Regions from separate parts of the Mus musculus genome. Here region 2 is linked to region 1. A link is a contact called in public HiChIP or PLAC-seq data. All regions are on one chromosome and are shown on one strand. Each heading gives the region's core, a stretch centred on a gene start, on an enhancer-like site or on the middle of the called end of the contact. The rest is flanking DNA. Distances are from core to core; before and after follow the strand shown. Region 1 overlaps Adcy8 (adenylate cyclase 8). Region 2 has its middle 100 kb from the start of Gm23907.

The links. HiChIP or PLAC-seq counts read pairs in DNA pulled down with a chosen protein or histone mark.
Region 2: an H3K27ac HiChIP or PLAC-seq map of oligodendrocyte precursor cells shows a contact between it and region 1, with 48 times the contacts expected there. The contact joins two enhancer-like sites. A contact is called at or near these places in 3 of 115 datasets of contacts at active chromatin or transcription factors (astrocytes, neural progenitor cells and oligodendrocyte precursor cells).

Annotation. Positions count from the first base shown.
Region 1 is chr15:64,829,487-64,833,222 of GRCm38.p6, reverse strand. All of the region lies in intron 2 of Adcy8 (adenylate cyclase 8), which reads left to right. Among named protein-coding and RNA genes, the nearest start is that of Gm30752, 32 kb to the right of the region's middle. Within about 2 kb of position 1,317, at least 39 of the 459 cell types and tissues checked have an H3K27ac peak or open chromatin away from gene starts, as enhancers often do. A contact at or near this core is called in oligodendrocyte precursor cells, where this site is marked.
Region 2 is chr15:65,591,500-65,595,196 of GRCm38.p6, reverse strand. No RefSeq gene overlaps it. Among named protein-coding and RNA genes, the nearest start is that of Gm23907, 100 kb to the left of the region's middle. Within about 2 kb of position 1,951, at least 24 of the 459 cell types and tissues checked have an H3K27ac peak or open chromatin away from gene starts, as enhancers often do. A contact at or near this core is called in oligodendrocyte precursor cells, where this site is marked.

The DNA of each region.
Region 1 (3,736 bases), core at 68-2,567:
GGAGAGAAGCTGAGAATTCTACATCTGGATCTGTAGGCTGCAGGAAGAGACCACCTTGAGCCTCTGGCCTAGCTTGAGCTTCTGAAACCCTAAGATTTCCCAGCCCCCAAGTGACACACTTCCTCTAACAAGGCCACACCTCCAGTAATACCATTCCATGTAAGTCTGTGGAGGCCATTTTCATTCAGACCACCACAGCCACCAACGTTCTGACTTTGTAAATAGGTGATTAAATGTGTGGATTGTGAGCTAAGTTTTAGCTAGTAAAAGAACCTCTGTGTATATCTTTGCTGTATACTTCCCAAATGACCCTTTGTTACTATTTGGGGTTTTTGTTTGTTTGATTTGTTTTGTTTTTGTTTAAATATTAGCTCTGTAGCCTAGACTAGGCTTGAACGCATTGATTTAGCTTCCCAAGTGCGGGCATTATAGACATAGACCACCACACCTAGATCCAAATCCATGACATTGCATTGCCTGATTTAAACCCTTTGATCCTCAGTATCTTTTTGTGCAAATGAGATGACACCAGCAACTCTAATGGATGGGAAGTTTCAGGAAGCAGTGGATGTGAACAAAGTGGATGTGAAATGTTGCATGTTGTCTTCCACATTGCCCGAAACCCCGGAGCAAATTTCTCTTGGTTCCTGGATGCTGGCTGTAGTTTAGAACTCTTTGGCTGCAGTAGAGCTAAGAGGAGTCCAAGGGAGTCCCTGGGGTTGTGAGAACCAGAGAGAGGTGAGGGTTTTCCAAAGCCACTTGGGCTTGTAGCTGCATGGAAACTCAGAGGAGCTGCCTGTGCCACAGTGCTGTCCTTCTCCTTCTCCTTTCCTGATATGAACACTTGCATGAACTAAAGATCTCCAATTACTCACTATTTCACCTTTGACTTCTTCTCAGAGGAACTGTAGCAACTGATGGGCATGAAACCATTTTGGAGACACAAATGGAGAACCAAGCAGGGAATCCAGAAGGCAGCTGCTTCATAGATTTTGAATCCTACCAGGGTTTCTTTTAATGCAAATGGAAAAACCCAGGGAAGAAAATAGATGGAGAATGTGGACATAGACTCTATCCAGGGCCACAGTCTGGCTCCAGGAAAGATCCTTTTACTTAAAATCTCTAAAGCCAGAAAACTCTATATTGGGCCTCAGCAGGAGCCGAGAATTGTAATAAAGGGTAAACTTGCCTATTTTCTTTCAGTTTGTGCTTTCAGGGATCTGAATGATGTTTCCCAAGCAGTGAACAAATCCAAGGGAAACAAAAGTGCTGAAAATGGGCTTTTATACGCAGACTCCAGGCAAACTCCCATCGTCTTGCAGAAAATGCTTTACAGAGGGAAGACCTGGGAAAGTTGCCAGAAGCACAAATGGCTAGAGCCTGGCAAGTCTGCGTGCTGGAGAGTTTTTCTATGAAAATGCTACATTCAAGATACCCCAGAAAGCACTGATGGTGTGATGTCAAGTGAGGATCCAATGAGTGTTTTAACTTAAAGACTATTTAGCAAACATTTTGTGAACATTCTACCCTAAGGGTGCATTCAGGAGCCCCTTCCACCTAGAATCCTTACAAAGATATTGTTCGTGAGTTCATTCAGAAAATATCTATTTACTTAGCACCTGCTACTTTCAAGCATTGAGGATGTTGTCAGGGATCCCTAAGTGAACAACGAAGACACTATCAACATCTTCAGTCCATATGGAATCATGGTAGCGAAATAGACAGCCTAGCACATATAGTGAGCATTGAAAAAGGGAAGGCAAGAGATAGAAGTAACTATACAGCAGGGCAAAAGTACCTAAATTTCCTGAAGGAAAGGGAATTAAATGACTTTCAAGAAGTACCCTGAAGGACAGACAGGACTCTGGAGGCTAGCACAGCCTTGCCATACCCTACTCAAGATTGTGATTAGGCACCACTGAGCTTGCTTAGTCCATGAAGCACTTCCCTTGAAAGCAGCGAGCTTGCTTAGTCCTGCTCGAAAACAGGAAAATCTGAGTTTGGATCTTCTGCATCAATCTGGAAGGCCAGGCACAGTGCCAAGTACCTGCCCCAAGCATGGGTAAGTGAGAAACAAAGATGAGAAGATCTATAGAAGCATGTGCTCCAGATATGGAGAACTATGTGATAAAGTTCCAGACCAATGAGAGAGGGAAAGATCCAGTCTCACAGAGAAGGTATCTGAGGACCAACACCTAAAGTTATCCTTTAACCTCCATATATGTACCATGCAGGCACACACCATACACATGTTTTCACCCACACATATTTAAGTATGTGCATGCATGCACACACACACACACACACATACACACACACACACAAAAACTCTCTCTCTCTCTCTCTCTCTCTCTCTCTCTCTCTCTAAAGAGCAAGGGAGGTACTGATTGTGTATTTTCTTAAGAAAGTGACAGAACCTCATTGTGCTAATTGGCCAAGAATGAGAGAGAAGGAGAAGTGCATAAGAAGGGACTGGAATCTAAAACAGGGGTCAGCATGCTTATATGGGCTCTGGAATAACAGTCAAATATGAGAAATGAAATAATGACAAATAGGAACCTTATTAACCCAGAATCAGGTCAGTAGACTGTGTGCTAGCTTTTCCATTGGCACATGGCCTAGAGCCATCAAATAAGCCTGTTCAGTAGACACATAAAACTAAACAATGACCTTCCTCAGTTCCTACTCAGTATTGTTGGGCCATCTTTCAGCTCCAAGTGGCCCACAGATAGTCTCTCTTCTCTCCTGTTTGGACTATGTCATGTATTTACATTCAAATAGTTTCTTCCTGCTGGCGTGTCTGTCCTCTGGCCCTGGCTCACCAACACTGAGTTTTTGTTCTCCAGGCAAGGTAACTGTTCTGTCTACCCCCATTGCGGGCTCCTTCTGTTATATCACACCTACTTGGGCACATAAGGTCATGAAAAATCCTCTCTCTCAGGACAGCATCAAATTAAACAAGCAGGTGAAAGGTCAAGAAAAGACATTGATTTGTCTAACAATGATAGCAAATAAGCCTAATTATTATTGTTAACTCCAACCAACCAGAAAGCCTTCTGCACAGGTTTACATGGCTGAGCTGCAGTCCCTGTGGGAGATCATTAGTGACACCTGTCACTGACAAATGCTAGGATAGTAAGCCAGGCATAATAGCAGTCATTTTCAACCCCCACTCTACTCAATGTCTTCTAACTCCGAGAAGCCTATTTGATTAGAGACATCCTTGACAAACCTAGAAATATAATGGTCTCTGGCACCCACTTTCCACCTATTCATACAAGTCTCCAAGACAACTTTCTCAGATGCTCATGTTTTTCCAGCCTACTGCGTAGAACTTAGTCTAGACTATTCTCTTGTCTGGGCTGCTGCACTGATCATTTCATTTCCTTCTTGCCTGCCTCTCTCCAGAAGAACCATTTCATTGAACATACTATTTTCCATACTTAGCTGAAATGGTACAGAGGTACAGGGAAGCCAACTTAAATCCTGTCTCTGATCCTTAAACAAAAAAATCCTTCAACTGTTTCTTGTTACTCTGAGAAAACTACCCAGCCAGTCCCCCGCTCTTCACTTCACTTACTCCACTTTGCTGTGCTCCATCCACGGTCCTTTTAGCATCTCAAACATGCCATCATCATTTCTCAATCATCCTTTGCAAATGTTTTTTATCTCCCCTTAGGATGGCATTTCATACCTGCCAATACATGCACACACACACACACACACACACACACAC
Region 2 (3,697 bases), core at 702-3,201, 760 kb before region 1:
CAATCTCAAAGATATGGGAATATGCTGTGTATGACTCGGCTCTTCATCCAACAGGTGGTAACATGAGATTGGAGAAAAACAACTGTGAGTGCCTTAAATGGGCCAGCTTCTGGACAGACCCACAAAACACTTCCTTTAAACCCTAAAATAACCCCTACCTTATTGGTATTCAGGTTATGTGTGTGAACAAGCCGGTCACTGGAAGCCAATGTGCATATATTTTGGCTATCTTATGGTAAGTCATATTCATATTTACTGGTAATACTATAACATTTCAAGAACTTTCCTCAGAAACTGATGTCTAGTCTATGTGCTCCATCAAAAGCATATTTCCATTATTAAAAATTCTCTTTAAAGCTTGTATTTTAAAGATTTATATTAATATATGCTTCTTAAGACTAATGTCCTTAATGTAAAAACTGAAGGATGGAAGTTTAACAAATTCTTTTTAATCATCAAAGTAACACCTTTTTCTTTTGCAGGTTTAATAATTAAGCCTTATTGAAAATGGTTTAATTTCTGATTCTTTTATTTATACATAGTGTCCACAGACAAGTTCCATCCATTATTGGAGTTTTAATATTCTGCTCTTTCCATGATTGGCATGAGGTGAATTGATGTCTTCCATGAGATATGTCCCATAGTCATCCTAGCTGCTTGATTAAATAGTACACATCCACATTGGTTCTCAGGCTTCAGTATCTTTACCTGGTTGATGTCAAACATCTGTAGTGGAATGGAATTGAGTGATAGGTTCAGGCCTAACTCAGAAAGGTTAGGTAAGTTTTTCAGGAGACTTTTGAGAAGTACTGTGATTGCTGATGTTATTATCTGGAGTCATATGATATAATCCATGTTCTCACAGATCTACAGGTTTTCCAGCAGAGGATAATTTGCTCATTTGTTTGCGAAAAGGTCTTGCTGTGTAGTCCACTCTGACCTTGAACTTGTGGTTCTCTTGTTTAGGCCTCCCAAGTGCTAGGTTTATAAACTTGTGCCACTATATCTGGCTCATTGGTATAGTTTTGATGCTTATTAAATCAGTTGTGAGGGAGCACTTATGTCCTGTGGGAGTCAGCCTTCTCTCCTTTATTCATTAAAAATAGCCTTAGAACCTAGATCAGAGCTTGAACAAAGTAAGCCTTGAACATTTACCTTCTACTCAGTGTTACAAATCCTTCCAAGTAAGTGATTAATTAGCCATGCAGAAATTTCCTGAAGGGTTAATACTGTGCCAACATGGAACATTTCATCCACTCCTTCATTCTTTAACATGTTCACCGTGTTCCAAGCTTTCTAACATGCCATAGTGCAGGGGCAGGTGTGAACTGGAGATGGATTCTTTCCTGAGGTTTGTTGTGGATCAGTAAAAGAGAAATCATGTTATAAATGCCACTATTGCAAGGAAGAAAGAAAATATGGATGACAAAGGTGCCCAGACAACTTTATGGGAGTGAGATAGCATTATCAGAGGAGAGAGAACAGACTTTTAATTGATGAAATCTGGGTGGCAATAACATTTAAAGAGACTTAGAAGGTACCTCTATACATCATTTCTTCACACAGTTGAGGAAAATAACCAGTTGCTGAGCAAGCAAATGACACACACACACACACACACACACACACACACACACACACACACACACACACGAGTAACTGCTAACTGTCTTGATTGGCTGTTTAACTTTACCAACTAGTTTATGCCGTCAAAACAATCAACCCCATTTTTGCACCAAGTGTTTCATGATACAGTTCAGCAGCAAATGAAGCATTAGCACTGCTCAGTATCTTATCCCCACTCTCCACACTGAGAGTTCTGTTCAACAATTCATTAAAACCTGGCATCTGTGCCAAGTTTCCCCTTGCTTCCACCCCCTTCTCTCCTTCATTAAAGCAAAGCTATTATGCAATCCCATTCCTCTGCCCAGGGCTCATTCTAAAAATGTCCTGCAAATACTGCTGCTACTGCTGATTGGCACCAGGAGGCAGCAGGAGGTGGCAGCAGCTAGCAGGAGTTCTCTCTTGAGTCTAGTTTGGCAAAATACTGTGTTTGGAATGGGCCACGGGTCACTGCCAGCCTTAACCACATGGTAGACGATGGGTCACAAAGGGAGGGAAAAGGAAGAAAGTGAAATAAGGGTAAAGTGGAAGTGTGAATGGGAGAATCAATAAATTATGGGATGTTTGTGCTACTGAGAAGGTTTGATTTGCTTTGGTCTAATAGGCTCACAATGTACACTAACTGTGACCCTACCACAGGGGTGTGGCTTGCTCAAGAACACACAGCTGCTAGAGAGAATGCCAGGTAGCACTAATCTTTGCAGTTTCTTTATGTACCTTGACTCCTACCTGGAGAGGTGGGACATGAGCAGGTGCTCTCAGTTAGGACCTCACTTGCCTGCCTGCCTTTCAGTGGAATGAATGGATGCACAGCCTGGCAGAACTAGATGCTAATGTAATGGGGGGGGTAGGGAACAACCTCTGATAAACTTGTTCATGTAGAGGAAGGGTGCAAAGTGTGAGGGAGATTTACTAACGTCGGGTGGCAGGTGAGTGATACACAGCTGCCACTTTGAGTTCCCAGTAGCTAGAACTCATTGCTTTTCAAATTAAACCAAACAGAACCACCCATTGCACTTCATCTTTCCCCCAATACTCTAACTGCCAAGCATAGCAAGACTCCCAATTGTCATGGCCTCTAACCTTGCAGAAACTCACAAGTCACAAAATATCACCATGGATTTGTCTCTTGTGTGGTACTGGCCACCTATCTTTCTATTGCTGTGATAAAGACCATGACCAAAATAAACTGGGGGTTGGGGGGTTCTTTAATAATTACACTTCCTGGTAATAGTCACTTAGTGAGGGAAATCAAAGTAGTAACTCAAGCAACCAGGAACCTGGGGATGAGAATTCAAGTAGAGACCATGGAGGAGAAATACTGCTTACAGGCTTGCTCTTCATGCATTGCCCAGCTCAATTTCTTACATATCTTGGTACTACATGCTGCAGGGGTGGTACCATGCACAATAGGGTGCCCCCTCATCAATCAGAAAATGTCCTATAAGGTTGCCAATCTTTTTTTTAAGGTTGCCAATCTTATTGAGGCATTTTTTTTTTTCCAATTGAGGCTCCCTCCTCTCAAGTGACTCTAGCTTGTTTCAAGTTGACACCATCACACCAACTGCTCTCCACCCCTCCATATACTGGACTGATTAAACATGGACCCTCAGCTTTCCTCATTACCCTTGCTCTTGGGCAAGAACAGGTCAGGAAGCTCCCCTTTCCAGATCCTGTTCCTACATAGTCCTTTTCTCATCTTGCCTCAATGACGTCTGCTCTAGACACATATGGACTTTCTTAGCCACTCAGTCAAGAATTAAGTTCAATTTCTTGAGGACAAATAATCAAAATGCTTTGCATTTTATTGTAGATACTCTCACTCTTACTGCTAACTCCAGATGTAGTAATGTGGAAGACCTTTCTCAAGGAAAGTACCAACATCTAATTCTCTGACACTCTTCCTCATACTTTTCTTCTCCTGGCAGATGTTTAAAAATAAAGTCATGGAATGCAAGGAAAGAAAAACACTATAATCTCACACTGTCTACCAAACTCCGAACACTTGGCACCTACGGGTTGCTCCCTGAATACCAGCCCCTACTCCAAGTGTTACGTCACTTGTGAGCCATTT